Linked DNA regions of Anser cygnoides: region 2 is linked to region 1. A link is a contact called in public Hi-C data. All regions are on one chromosome and are shown on one strand. The core of a region is the stretch at or near the end of the contact, and the rest is flanking DNA. Distances in the headings are between cores, read along the strand shown. Region 1 has its middle 48 kb from the start of LPP. Region 2 holds the start of BCL6 (BCL6 transcription repressor).

Region 1 (5,788 bases), core at 1,691-4,190:
AAACCCCAAACCACACCAAGCAGCGAATAGGTTGGGTCTTACAGAATCAGATATTTCAGGCAAGTTTACTCCTCATTCACAAATCCAAGCCAGTTCTTCAGGCAAAACAAGTAGTACAACCATGACTTCAGGTCATTTGTGACCTTGGCCTTATTTGAAACAAATGAGCGCCAAACGCTTACAGATTCTAAGTCTTATCCCCAAACATCCAAAACCTCATTTTGTTTGCTTGGTATTAGAAAAGTTTGTTGTTTTTTTCCTTTCCAAACAAATCCTTCCTGCCTTGGACAAACTGACATTGTGCACGCCCTTGAGCATTAAGAAGCAAGGCAGAGTGTTCCTTTCTCATTACATGGCTTGGCTTATCAGCCCAGCAAAGGTTTGGGTTTCAGGCGTGGCTCCGTGCCAGGTGTGACAGACCACTTGCCATTCACACAGCACCGAGGCAGGGAGCACAAAGCAGGGCTTACAGACTTTGTTATCACAAGCTCCAGGAAGCCACGCTCCCACCTGCTGATCCTAACAGACAAGCAAACAGCCTCTAACCCCAGAAGATGGATCAGGAGGAATTCAATTATATTTAACAGGTTGATTGAGAGATATCTTGTGATTTGCCCACTGGAAATAGGAACAGATCCTCAGCTGCTGTACTTTGATTTCGCTGCTCTATGGCCAAAATCCACAGAGGAGAGGGACCGATAGAACTGGGACAAGATGTTTGCTCTAACGTATTATCAAGAACATTAATGCAGAGAATTTATCTTCTAAATAGATTGGACATTATTTAAAAGTGAAGAACCAGCAAGAAGTTCATTCCTGGACAGGGTGATGAGCTGATGTGCTAGATAATGCCACAGAAGAGAAACTCCATCCCAGGTTACCTATAAAAGCATGACCACCTTGAACCAGTGAGATGGCCTGTTAGTGTACACTACTAATAAAAAAACAGCAACGCATCTACCACCTATGGGTTTGGGAACTGCATGTTGCATATACATAAGCATGCAAAATACCCTACCTGTGAACTGTTTTCATTCGTTTCCTAGCAAAAATTGGCTCCTTATACTGTCTGGATGTTCAACAAAACCCATGAGATGTTTTACCATGTTTCCTTGTGCCACTTCAGACCTCATGAGCTTACTGCTAGGATCCTTCAGAATATGCATCTCCAGCAGGATTTGCAGTGAACAATCCCATAAAACTAGTGCCCCATTGGCATGATCAAGTAGCCAAATCAAATTTTGTCTGTAGTGGATTGAAACACGGTGCCATTGGCCAAGGGGTCACCTCTTTCCCCCAGAATGTCAACTCTCAGACAGCAGCAAGGGAGGGAAGGAAGAAGAGAAGTTCCTACAGGTGTGGAGCATGAGTACAGGCTTTGAAAGGGCAGTTAAAAATGTTCCCCAAAGCATTCAGCAGGTACAAGAGCTCAAGTCACTTTTTCATACATTAGGTGCTGAAGTGGCTGTCCTGATCACAGAAGCACAGCACCTTGAAGTCCTAGAGGTGTTTATCACCAAACTAATCCCACAAGTTAGAACAGCATTGCTATTTCCATTGTACTGCGAGGGAACTGAGTCACTGCACTGACGTAACTTGCCTGAGGCAGAAGATGAAGTCTGGGACAGAACAGAGAACTGAGCGAGAGTCCCTCAAATTCCTGGTATGCACTCCAAGCCCAGACCATCCCCATAGCCCATTATATTTGTGAAAACATCTGAGAGGGCTTTCAGTAGAGAGTAAGGTTTTTACTTGCTTGAGCACACACAAGTGCCAGCCATGCCTATCTGGGTGAGTCTGCTGCAGCAGGACAGCATGCCATTGCATCACAACCCAAAAACATGCTGCAAAGCCCACAGGAAGAGAACCTGGTGCCAGGCACGGGACTGCCTGGCAAGCTACAGGGAGCTGAGGAACCTCCAGCACAAGCAGCATCATGCAGCACCTGATCCAAAGCCCAGCAGCAGCCACTGTCTCTAGAATGCTTTCAACACACGTGTTTTAATGATCACTCAACATGAGAGGTATTTGCAAGAGATCTGGTTTTCCATGTAATGAGGTCCAGCAGGTGAGGAATAGCAGTTAGATTTTGCACTGCTCTGCACACTCTGAACCAAGCAAACCAGGACCTTAAAGGCATAAATCCTAGCCCTCTGTTCTCCCTTCCAAGATGGAGCTTAACTGTTAAAAATCCAGCTGCAACATAATGCTCAATTGAAGGTGCTGAATGCATTGGACAGCTGAACTTCGTAGAAATGCTCACCAGGACTTGGAGAAGCTCTCCATCTGTTCAAAGATGAGTCAAGAGATGACAGTGCTCCATCTCCAGCTAACTCCAGCGATATCTTGAAGTTGTTTTACCTGGGTAACAGTGAACATTGGGTGGAAACCCTGTTGAAACTGATGGAAGTCATTTAGCACACTTGAACTCAGTTCTCTAGCAAGAGAGCATTAACCATGAGGCACCAGGGTGGGCTATGGTAGCTGTATTTTACAAAGATAAAAAACACTGAAGTTTGTGCAGCTGGAAAATGAATGTAGTCATTGCACAAAAACCAGCCACCACTGGCAGCAGCAGAGAGATAAAAGTTGCTAGAATTTGATTGCGCTCATTATTAAAACTTATCTTTAACCATCTCTGTCTATTGATTTCTAGCCAACTATTAACTAGCAATGACCTTAGCAGCTTGAAAATAACTGGGGAAGTCAAGTAAACAAAGGGGAACCCAGCTGCATACAAAGAACCAAGATATTTACAGAGACCCTCTTTGCTTCTGCTCATTGCAATAAACTTGAGCTGGGTATTTTTCCATTTAAACATCTGAGTCAATGATCCAAGAAGCTGAGGGTGTGGACAAGGAACTGAGTATAAAGAGGAGCAAAAGGAAGGAATAGGAGCTAATTGCAATTGTTTCTAGAGTCTTGAATTAAAATAATCTGAGGTAAAGTCAGAAGACAAAGGTTTATATTTTGGGAGTTAAGTTCCACCGCCTGTAAGCCTTCTCATATATTAAGCAGAAGCACTAGTTATACACAGGTCAGTTTTACTTTCCTGATATACCATTATACTGTACCTACTGCCAAAGAAAGACACCATCTTTTAAAAGTCTGATGAAAGTGAGCATCAGGAGTCCTAGAATGAGAAACCAAGTATTTAATCTCTCACGTTTTATCATCAATACCCAAGCCATTCCAGGCATCAGCATTCCTCTTTCCACAATTCAAGAATTTACATCCTGTGTGACTTCACTTCACCAGCACATCTACCCTGGTGTCCCCCACACTTCCCTTCACACAGTGCTCCAAGATCCCCTCTGCAGGCCCTATGACCTGCCCCTTTCCCAGCCCATGCTTCCAGGACTGATGACATCCTCCAAACTCTCCCCCCTTTCCAACAAGATCAGCTCCTTCCCATGTCCTGTAACTACCAGCAGAGCAAGAAGCAGCTTTTGCTATGGCATGTTTCAGGCTGGGTGCCAGCTGGACGCTCATCCAACTGGCCAAGCAGTATCTAACTTCTGATAACTCCCACAATCTCGTACACAGGGCACACTATTGCCTGATCATTGATTTTTGCAAGAAGCTTTTAGAAACAGGGTTGTTTGAGACTTCAGCTTCCTTGTTTACAATGTTTGAAGAAGGTCAACAAGTTCTTTTTTTTGAAGGAATACAATAGAAACTACCAGTATTACTGTTCGGGAAATAATTAACATTCTTACACACCACTTTCTGCACTACCTCATTTTTGGCCTTACGATCAGAGCAATAGTTCCTAAGAAAAATCTCAAAATCCTGGAAAAACCTTGTTAGCACGTAAGCCTGTTGGATCTAATGGCCACTCTCTGCAAGAGGGAAGTCCAAAATTGGGCCAATTTGTGGTGACTGTACAGATCAGAGTGGGAAATTCTGGAGAAGCGTTGGAGCATTGGGTTTCAGAGGTCAAGTGTGGGTCTGTTTCTCCTTGGAGAACAGAGGTGGGGGCATTCACATATCCAAGTTCACACAGGGCATTGTCATCTGTAATGAAGCAAGAACCACCAAGGTCTATTTAGTCATAGTCCCACACTACAGAAGATGATCTTGCAAAATCCTGGTGCTTCCAGTTTGTGGGGAAATCCTTCAGAAGAGCTTTGTGTGCTCTCATCCTCACCCTAGAGGATCTAGAACTGCCAGTGCAGCATGAATGAGCAAAATCATTTGAGACCAGAAGAGGAAGCTATCCAAGTTCTTCTGATTTCCAGACATCTGGACTTCAGTAAAATATTTTTGGCAATTCAGCCATCCACACAGATGACTTTTTGGACTGACACTCTGATGACCCTTCAGCCATCCAACCTTCACACTGAACTTCGTAACTGTTGACCCAATTTGGTCATATCTAAAGGACCAGTAGAAATTTTGGCAGCAAGAAGTATCCAGCGTTTGGAAGAACCCTGGAAGTAGACATAAAGACCCAGATGAGGTCCCTGTTGTGGAAAGGCCTATGCTACACAACCCTTTGGAAACAGGGTGTATGTCCTGCCTGTCCAACAAGCACTTGCACGGTTCTGTCCCTCTACAGCATTACGTTATCTTCTGTGCTGTAGAGTCACAGGAAGAGCCATGTGAAAAGAGCTGGGGTTGTTATGGCAGAAACAGAAGTAGGATGAAAAGGCCAAAGGACAAAAATCCACAGGAGACTGCAGTAACTCTGGTGTTCAGGAAACAACAAGGCTCTTTCCCATCCCTTCATCTTCTTCCTGTGAAGGGTGAAATTACCCACCCTAAAGACAGGAAGACACATACACCTCCCTCACCAGAAGAGGCACAGTGTTATAATAGCAGGGCTATTTTTTCCCCAGGAAAAAGGATGAAATCAGCTATTTACACTGGACAAATTACAAGCTCTGGAAAGCACATGAGGCACACAAAGAGAGCAGTTGTATCACAAATAAATATATGGTGGGGGTTAAACTTATTGATTAGCTTTGTAAACGCAGTTGCCCAATCAATAGCAATTTCTGGAAATGCCTGGTACTTATTTGGTGCAGCTTGTACAATGAGGATAAATAATAAGAGTACTTAGGGAGCACGTCTCCTGACACCATTGCCAAGCCCCTTACAACACAAAAACAAACTACGGTACAACAACTGCACAAGCCAGGATTAATCCACTACACCTTTAAAAAAAGAAAAAACAACAAGCACAAATCCAAACATAACCACACTATCAAAATAAGCACTTGGATCCCAAAGGTATCTACTTGGGTTCCTGCTGGTTTTGCTGTATATGACTAGCACTGGATCCAGAACAGTACAAAACTCATTCATTTGCTCTGCCCTTCTGCATGAGCCATGGATCCTTGCAGGACCCCTGTTCTATGGAAGTACACAACACCTTCTTCTCCTCCCTCAACAACCAGATTGCTGTAGGTATCCCTCTGGACACAGCCTCAAATTTTGGGAGAGAAAGAAATGCAAAAGCAGCTTGCCAGCCCCAGTGCCATGCCATCACTAGCCCCTGCCCCTCGCAGCCTGGGTTTGAGCACATTGCTCTCTCACACCACCTTGTTCTTTATCTGGACCCAGCCATGTGAGAGCAGGGTCCCATATTTAGGTAGCATGACCCCAAATAAACCATTGCACACACTGCTGGCACAATGAAGATGCAGCACAGACACCAAGCATCCTCACGAGTGGGGCTGCAGAGCTCCCCATCAGCCCTGACCCAGGCTTCTGGATATACCTCAGCTCTGCAGTAAAAGTAGCACCTGATGGGAAGGAGGGAAAATCCACTCCAGCTCCCCAG
Region 2 (5,850 bases), core at 2,369-4,868, 100 kb after region 1:
CCTCCCGGACACAGCTTTGGGGTCTGCTTTTTGGAAGGGTGCTGGAGAAGCCTTGTGGCCGGAAGGAGTTAATTTCTGAAGGCAAAAATGATTATGGGGTGCTGTTTATGTCGTGAGGTGAAGCGCTTCTTGACAGGGTCACCTGTGAAGAGGCGTGGGCCACGGGGATGCTTCAAACCCACCGACGTGAGGGAAGGTCCCGCAGCCCCTCACCTCTCACCCCTGGCTCCGAAGGTCCCCAACACAGAGCTGTGGCCCTGGCAGAGGATCAGAAAGCGTCCCCAGCGCCATTCAGCCCAGCAGCTCAGCCGGGGCCGACCACCCTCCGTCATGCCCAGCACGGCTCCGGCCTTGCTCTGCCAACACCACAGGGACCATTTTGCGGCGGCGATGCCCCCGTCCTGGCATCACCAAGCGGCACCAGGGTTGCAGCCCCAGTCCCAAGGAGAGCCAGCCCACGGCTGGCTGCGTGATGTGGGCAAGGGGGGCCCTGTGGCAGAGGGGTCCGGGCAGCCCCGCCGCCCCTCCGCGTGCTGCGGGCTCGTCGTCGCCTTCCTCTTGGGCAGCCGCCACCGGCTGCAGAGTGACCGCCCCGGGCCAGGGCTGGCCGGCACCCAGCTGGGCCAGGAGAGGGGCAGGAGGTGACAAGGCCTTGTCCTGCCCGGCACAGACCCCTCTGGCCTGTGGGGCACAGGCACGGCAAGGGGGATCCTGGGGAGACGTTCCCTTCCCTGGCACCCTGGAGCCACCGTCGCTGCTTTTATGGGGTGCTGAAGCTGTGGTGGGAGGCAGCGTGGGAGCCCCATGGGTGACGAGTAGAGGGATGAGAAGACATTAAACTGCAGAATAAATTTAAAACAAAAAGAAAAAGAAAGAAAGAAAATCCCACCCTATGAAGACGCCCAGGCCGAGCGGGTGCCCGCCGAGTTCCCGGCCCAGCGGGGATGCTGGTGGGTGACCTCTGCATCCCCACGAACAGGGGGGGCACGCTGCAGACCGAGGCAGAGCCAGCCCCCCTCACAGTGCCACCGGAGCAGAAGTCACGCCTGACCCTGGGGCTCTGCAAAAACCCCGCCGCGAGCCCTCTCGCCCTGCCTAACTTTCTGCAAGCGTTGCGTCCAGCCAGGCACAGGGGCTGGCTAAACCGAAAGCGTCACGCTGCAGAAAAATGACAAACAGCAAAGAACCTTTTTTTTTTTTTTTCTTCCTTCTCCTTAACCCCTCCACCCCCCCCTCAGGCCTTTTAATTTCCGTGCTGTAAGGAAGCACAAGCCCGGAGGGCAGTCGGTGCGAGTGGGTCCCACGAGCCGGCCGCTCGCAAACACCTCCCGAACCTGCTCCCGGGGCCCGGAGCCTCGCACGGCTCCGGCCGTGCTCCCTCGCTGGGAATCCCATCTTGCTTTTTAACTACAGCTTTCGAGCATATCTGAACCATCTCAAGTGTCTCGGCAGCACCGTTCTGATCTTGCCACCGGGCTATTTTTAATGATAAAATGAGTCGGATTAGCAGAACAGCTTTCTTCTTATCCCCCCCCCCCCCCAACCCCCCCCCCCGACTTTAGAGCAGGCACCGAGCATTTCAGCTCGTGAGCCCGGCTGCAAAATCAAAATAAAGGCAGCACCCGGCACGCAGGAACTTCCCAGCAAAGGCACCCGTTTGGTGGGGCTCGGCGGCGACTGAATCAGTAGCTCCGAGCCACTGTATTAGCGGAGGAGCGAGGGCACCGTGACCCGTGGTGGTTATTCTCATAAACAAATTTCTATTAATTGCAATGGGAAAGGCATCCCGGCCCGGAGCGCGCCCTCCCCCTGCTCGGCCACGCTGGGCAGCACGCAGCCGAAAAAGTGTCGGGGGCAAACGGCACAGCAGGCTGGCGATGTGCTGATGCACCCCCGAGACAAACCCAAGCCGCAGGCCCCAGCGCCGGCACGGTCGGTCGAAATAAATACGCAAGGCTCGAGGCTGGAGAGGTATAAATCTCTACAGATTTACATACAGGGCGATACATTTACATACGGGACCGGAGCAACGCTCGGGTGGCGGCCCCCTCCCACCCCCCTCAGTCCTTGCCCTGCAAAACCCAACTGGAAGAAGGGTTTGCAGAAGTCTTCGCCTTATTCCCACCGCCTCCCGCAAGGGCCAGCGCAGGCCTTCGCCCTCCCCTCCGTACACCCGGCAATAGGAGCGGGCAAAAAGCGCCCGGAGAAAAAACCCCGGGCAGCCCGGGCTCGCCAGGAGGAGCCGACGGCGTTTTGCACCCCAGCAGAGATTCGCGGAGCAGCGGAGGAACGCGAGGATGTGCACACTTACAGGCTGGGCTGCAATAAGAACCACAAGAGCTACAGAGAATTAACCCACCGCTCGGGCGTCCTGGGAAGGAAAAGAGCGAAAGCGTCTGAAAATAAAAAATAATAAGGAAAAAAAAAAATTTACATCGTCATCCTTTCTTTTTTTTTTTTTTTTTCCTCCTCCTCGAGAATCCCAGCGTTAAGGAGCAAAGCCAAAAAAATAAAAACGCAAAAAAAAAAAAAAAAAAGGAAAAAGAAGCGCATGGGGGTGTGAGGGGGGCTTTAAGGAAAAAGCTTCTGGCCCCAAGAGTAAATCCCATCTGAGGCTGTGAGCCGAGCGTCGATGTGTTTGTCAAAAATTAGCAAAAAAAAAAAAAAAAAGAGGCAACGGAAGGAAAAATAATGAAAAATGCAAAATTCCAGTGCAGCACAGCAGGATCCTGGCTTTTTCTTTTTTTTTAAAAGGGGGGGAGGGTTGATTGTTGGAATGAGAAAGCGGTGCCCCCCCCCAAAAAAAAAAGGGATAAAAGGGAAAAGGAGAAAAAAAGGGAAAAAAGGGGAAAGGGAAAAAAAGGGGAAAAGGAGGAAAAAAGGGGGGAAATGGAGGAAAAAAGGGGGGGAAAAGGGGGAAAATGGAAAAAAGGGGGAAAGGGGAAAAAGGGAAAAGAGGGTGGAAAAGAGAAAAAAGGGAGAAAAGGGAAAAAAGGAGAAAAAGGAGAAAATGGTAGGAAAAGGAAAAAAGGGGGGAAAAAGGAAAAAACAAGGAAAAAAGGGAAAAACAAGGGGAAAAAGGGAAAAACAAGAAAAAAGGGGAAAAAAACAAGGAAAAAACGAAAAAAGTAAAAAAAAAAGAAAAAAAAAGGAATTATTATAAAAAAAAAAACATATATTTTTTCACACGCCCTCCTTCCCCCTGCATTATATTTTTGGGGGGAGGCGAGGTGGGGGGGGGGGGTGTCCACGTGCGCTCAGCCCCGTCCCCGCTCTCGCACCCGGGACCCCCCTTTGCGTCCGCGCGGCGCGCGCGCTCCCCCGCGCCCGGTCGGGCGGGCGCGCGCGCGCGCGCTCCCGCCGCCACCCCGCCGCGCCCCCACGTCACGCCGCCGCCCGCCGCCACGTGACCCCCGCGGCCGGGCGAGACCACCGCGAGGGGGGGGAACACGGCGGGGAGCGGGGGGCAGCGGGACCCTCGCCGCCGCCGCGTCCCCACCGGGACACCGGCCGGGGGCACGGGGACACCGTCGGGGGCGTTCGGGCGGGGGGAGGCGTCCCGGCGGGGCGGCGGCGGCGGCGAGGAGGCGGTAGGGGAGGTCCCCGTCCCTCCCCGCGCCGCTCGCAGTGGTAGGGCCGGCAGCTCAAATTCCGAGAATTGGGCTCTGTTGATTCTTAGAACTGGGGTTCTTAGAAGTGGTGATGCAAGGAGTTTCTAGGAAAGCCCGGAGACCAGGTGATTGCTGCTTCTATTGCCGCGGCCGATTTTACCCTTTAATTCTCTCTCTCTTTTTTTTTTTTTTTTCCTCCTCTCTCTTCCCTCCTCTCTCTCTCTCTCTCCCTCCTCTTTCCCTCCCTGCCCCGCTCTGGCGCCCAGCCGCCCCTATATATTTCTTACCCGTTTTTTTCCCCCCCCCTCCTTTTTCCCTCGGCAGGTGCCCCGACGGCACTTTTAATCCACCGAAAAAAAAAAAAAAAATTATTTTACCATCCCCTATTCCCCCCCCATCCCATTCTCCCCTTAATTTTTTTTTCCCCTATTTTTTTTTTTATTATTATAATAATTCCCTCTCCATACTAAATTAACGTGCTCCCTATTAAATTAACGCGGGGACACCCCCAACCCTCTCCTTGCACCCTTAATAGTAAAAAAAAAAAAAAAAATCAAAAAAAAAAAAAAAAAAGGAAAGGGGGGGGAAAAAAATAATAATAAAAAAAATCCCAGCCCCGGGCTGCCCTAACGGGGCCGGCTCCCGGAGGGGGGAGGTCCCCCCGCGGTGGTCCCCATGGGGTCTCGGGGGGGTTTTGTCCCCCCGAGCGCTGCTCTCCCCATCCCCGTGTCCCCCGGGGGGGCCCCGCGGTGCCCCTGCACCTGCAGGCGGCCGCAGGACGGCGGCGAGCGCGGCCGCCGGGGAGCTCCGGGGTTTTTATTTTATATTTTATTTTATTTCCTTTCGGCGTCGGTTCTCGATGGCCGGAGCTCGGGCAGCGTGTCTTATATTTTATGTATCTTATTTGTTATTATTTTTTATTCTTGTTCTTTTGCTTCTAGTGGCTGTCTCGCTCCCGGTCCCCGCGTGTGCGCCGTGTCGCGGCACCGGGCGGCTCGGCCCTCTCTCGGGGTGATTTTTTTTTTTTCCTTCCCCCTTCTCGGAGGATTTTTTTTTTACCGCAGTACGAGCGGGGGGCTTTTTCCCCGCGTCCCCCCCCCACTCCCCTTTCGGCTCCCTACCGGCTTTTTTTTTTTTTCTTTTGGCAACCTGTGGCGGGGCCGCGCCGGGATCTGTCAAAGCCCCCCGGGGGGGGCGAGGAGCCGGGCGGGGACGGAGCGGACTTTGCGGCGTTTTTGTCGGCCCGGGGAAAAGCAAGCGGCGGGGGGGGGGGGACGGGAGAGGCGGCGGGGAGGCTCGGCCTCCCTCCCTCCTTCCCGGGGCTCGGTGGAAGGAACCGCGCCGGCCTCGACGGCGGCGGCACCCGCGCGGGGAGGCGGCGGGGAGGGGGAGAAGTGGCTCTGAAAATACCGCGCGGGGGGGGGGGGGGCTCCGATTTTTTTTTTTCTCCTTCCAGCGATGCCGCCGCAAACAGCGGGGAGGAGGAGGGAAAGGGGTTGGGGGGGGGGGGTCCTCCGGCCGCTCGGCGATGGGGTGCGCTTGTCGGGGTACGGGGGAGCCCCCCCCCGGTTGTGTGTCCCCCCCCTCCCCCTTTTCCCCGTGGCAGCCCTTTGCCGTGTGTTTACTACCGCGGCGGACTTGGCGCGGCGACAGGAGCTCGTAAATCTGCCGCCGGGAGCTGCGCGCCTGGCCCCCGGCCACACGGCTGTTCCTGGAGCGAGCCGCGCAAATCGCGCGCAGACCCCGCGCAACCGCCGCGCCCGGCCCGCGCCGCACCTCCCCCCACCCCCACCCCCCCCAAAAAAAAAAAATTTTTTTTAAAAATTAAAAAAAAAAACAGCATTTGGGGGATGGGAGAAAGCTCTTTCGGTGACGCGTGTTTCATTTTTATTATTATTATTATTATTTTTAATCCCCCCCCTTAAAAAAAAAAAAAAAGGAAAACAAAACCGAAAAAGCCCAACTTTGTTGTGAAAACTTTTCGTGGTCGGGCGGCAGCGACCTCTCCCGGCCGTCCCCCCCCCCCCTTCTCTCTCTCCCCCCCCCCCCCAGCTCTCCGCCTCGCCAGCCGGCCCCCCCCCGCCCGTAGTTTGCAAAGTCACAGTATGAAATGTTATGAAATCGCCTCTTGGGAAGGAGGGAAACAGAAAGCAGGGCGTTTGTTTAGGAAAAAAAAAAAAAATAAATCTGCGGCGGCCTCTCAGATGTGCCTAAAAAGCTGCCTTTGACCCCCTGTTGC

What was found. A called contact is a pair of places that touch in the nucleus more often than the background predicts.
Region 2: a contact with region 1 is called in a Hi-C map of liver, with 6 times the contacts expected there. The contact joins the promoter of BCL6 here to the enhancer-like site in region 1. A contact is called at or near these places in 2 of 7 Hi-C or Micro-C datasets (both in liver).

Annotation. Positions count from the first base shown.
Region 1 is chr9:16,238,296-16,244,083 of Taihu_goose_T2T_genome, forward strand. No RefSeq gene overlaps it. Among named protein-coding and RNA genes, the nearest start is that of LPP, 48 kb to the left of the region's middle. Within about 2 kb of position 2,941, at least 1 of the 3 cell types and tissues checked has open chromatin away from gene starts, as enhancers often do. A contact at or near this core is called in liver, where this site is marked.
Region 2 is chr9:16,337,175-16,343,024 of Taihu_goose_T2T_genome, forward strand. It overlaps BCL6 (BCL6 transcription repressor), which reads left to right and starts at 3,619. Exons shown (of 10, transcript XM_067002297.1): 1 at 3,619-3,736. It overlaps LOC136791437 (a long non-coding RNA gene), which reads right to left. Exons shown (of 2, transcript XR_010833524.1): 2 at 5,770-5,850. It also overlaps the pseudogene LOC136791464.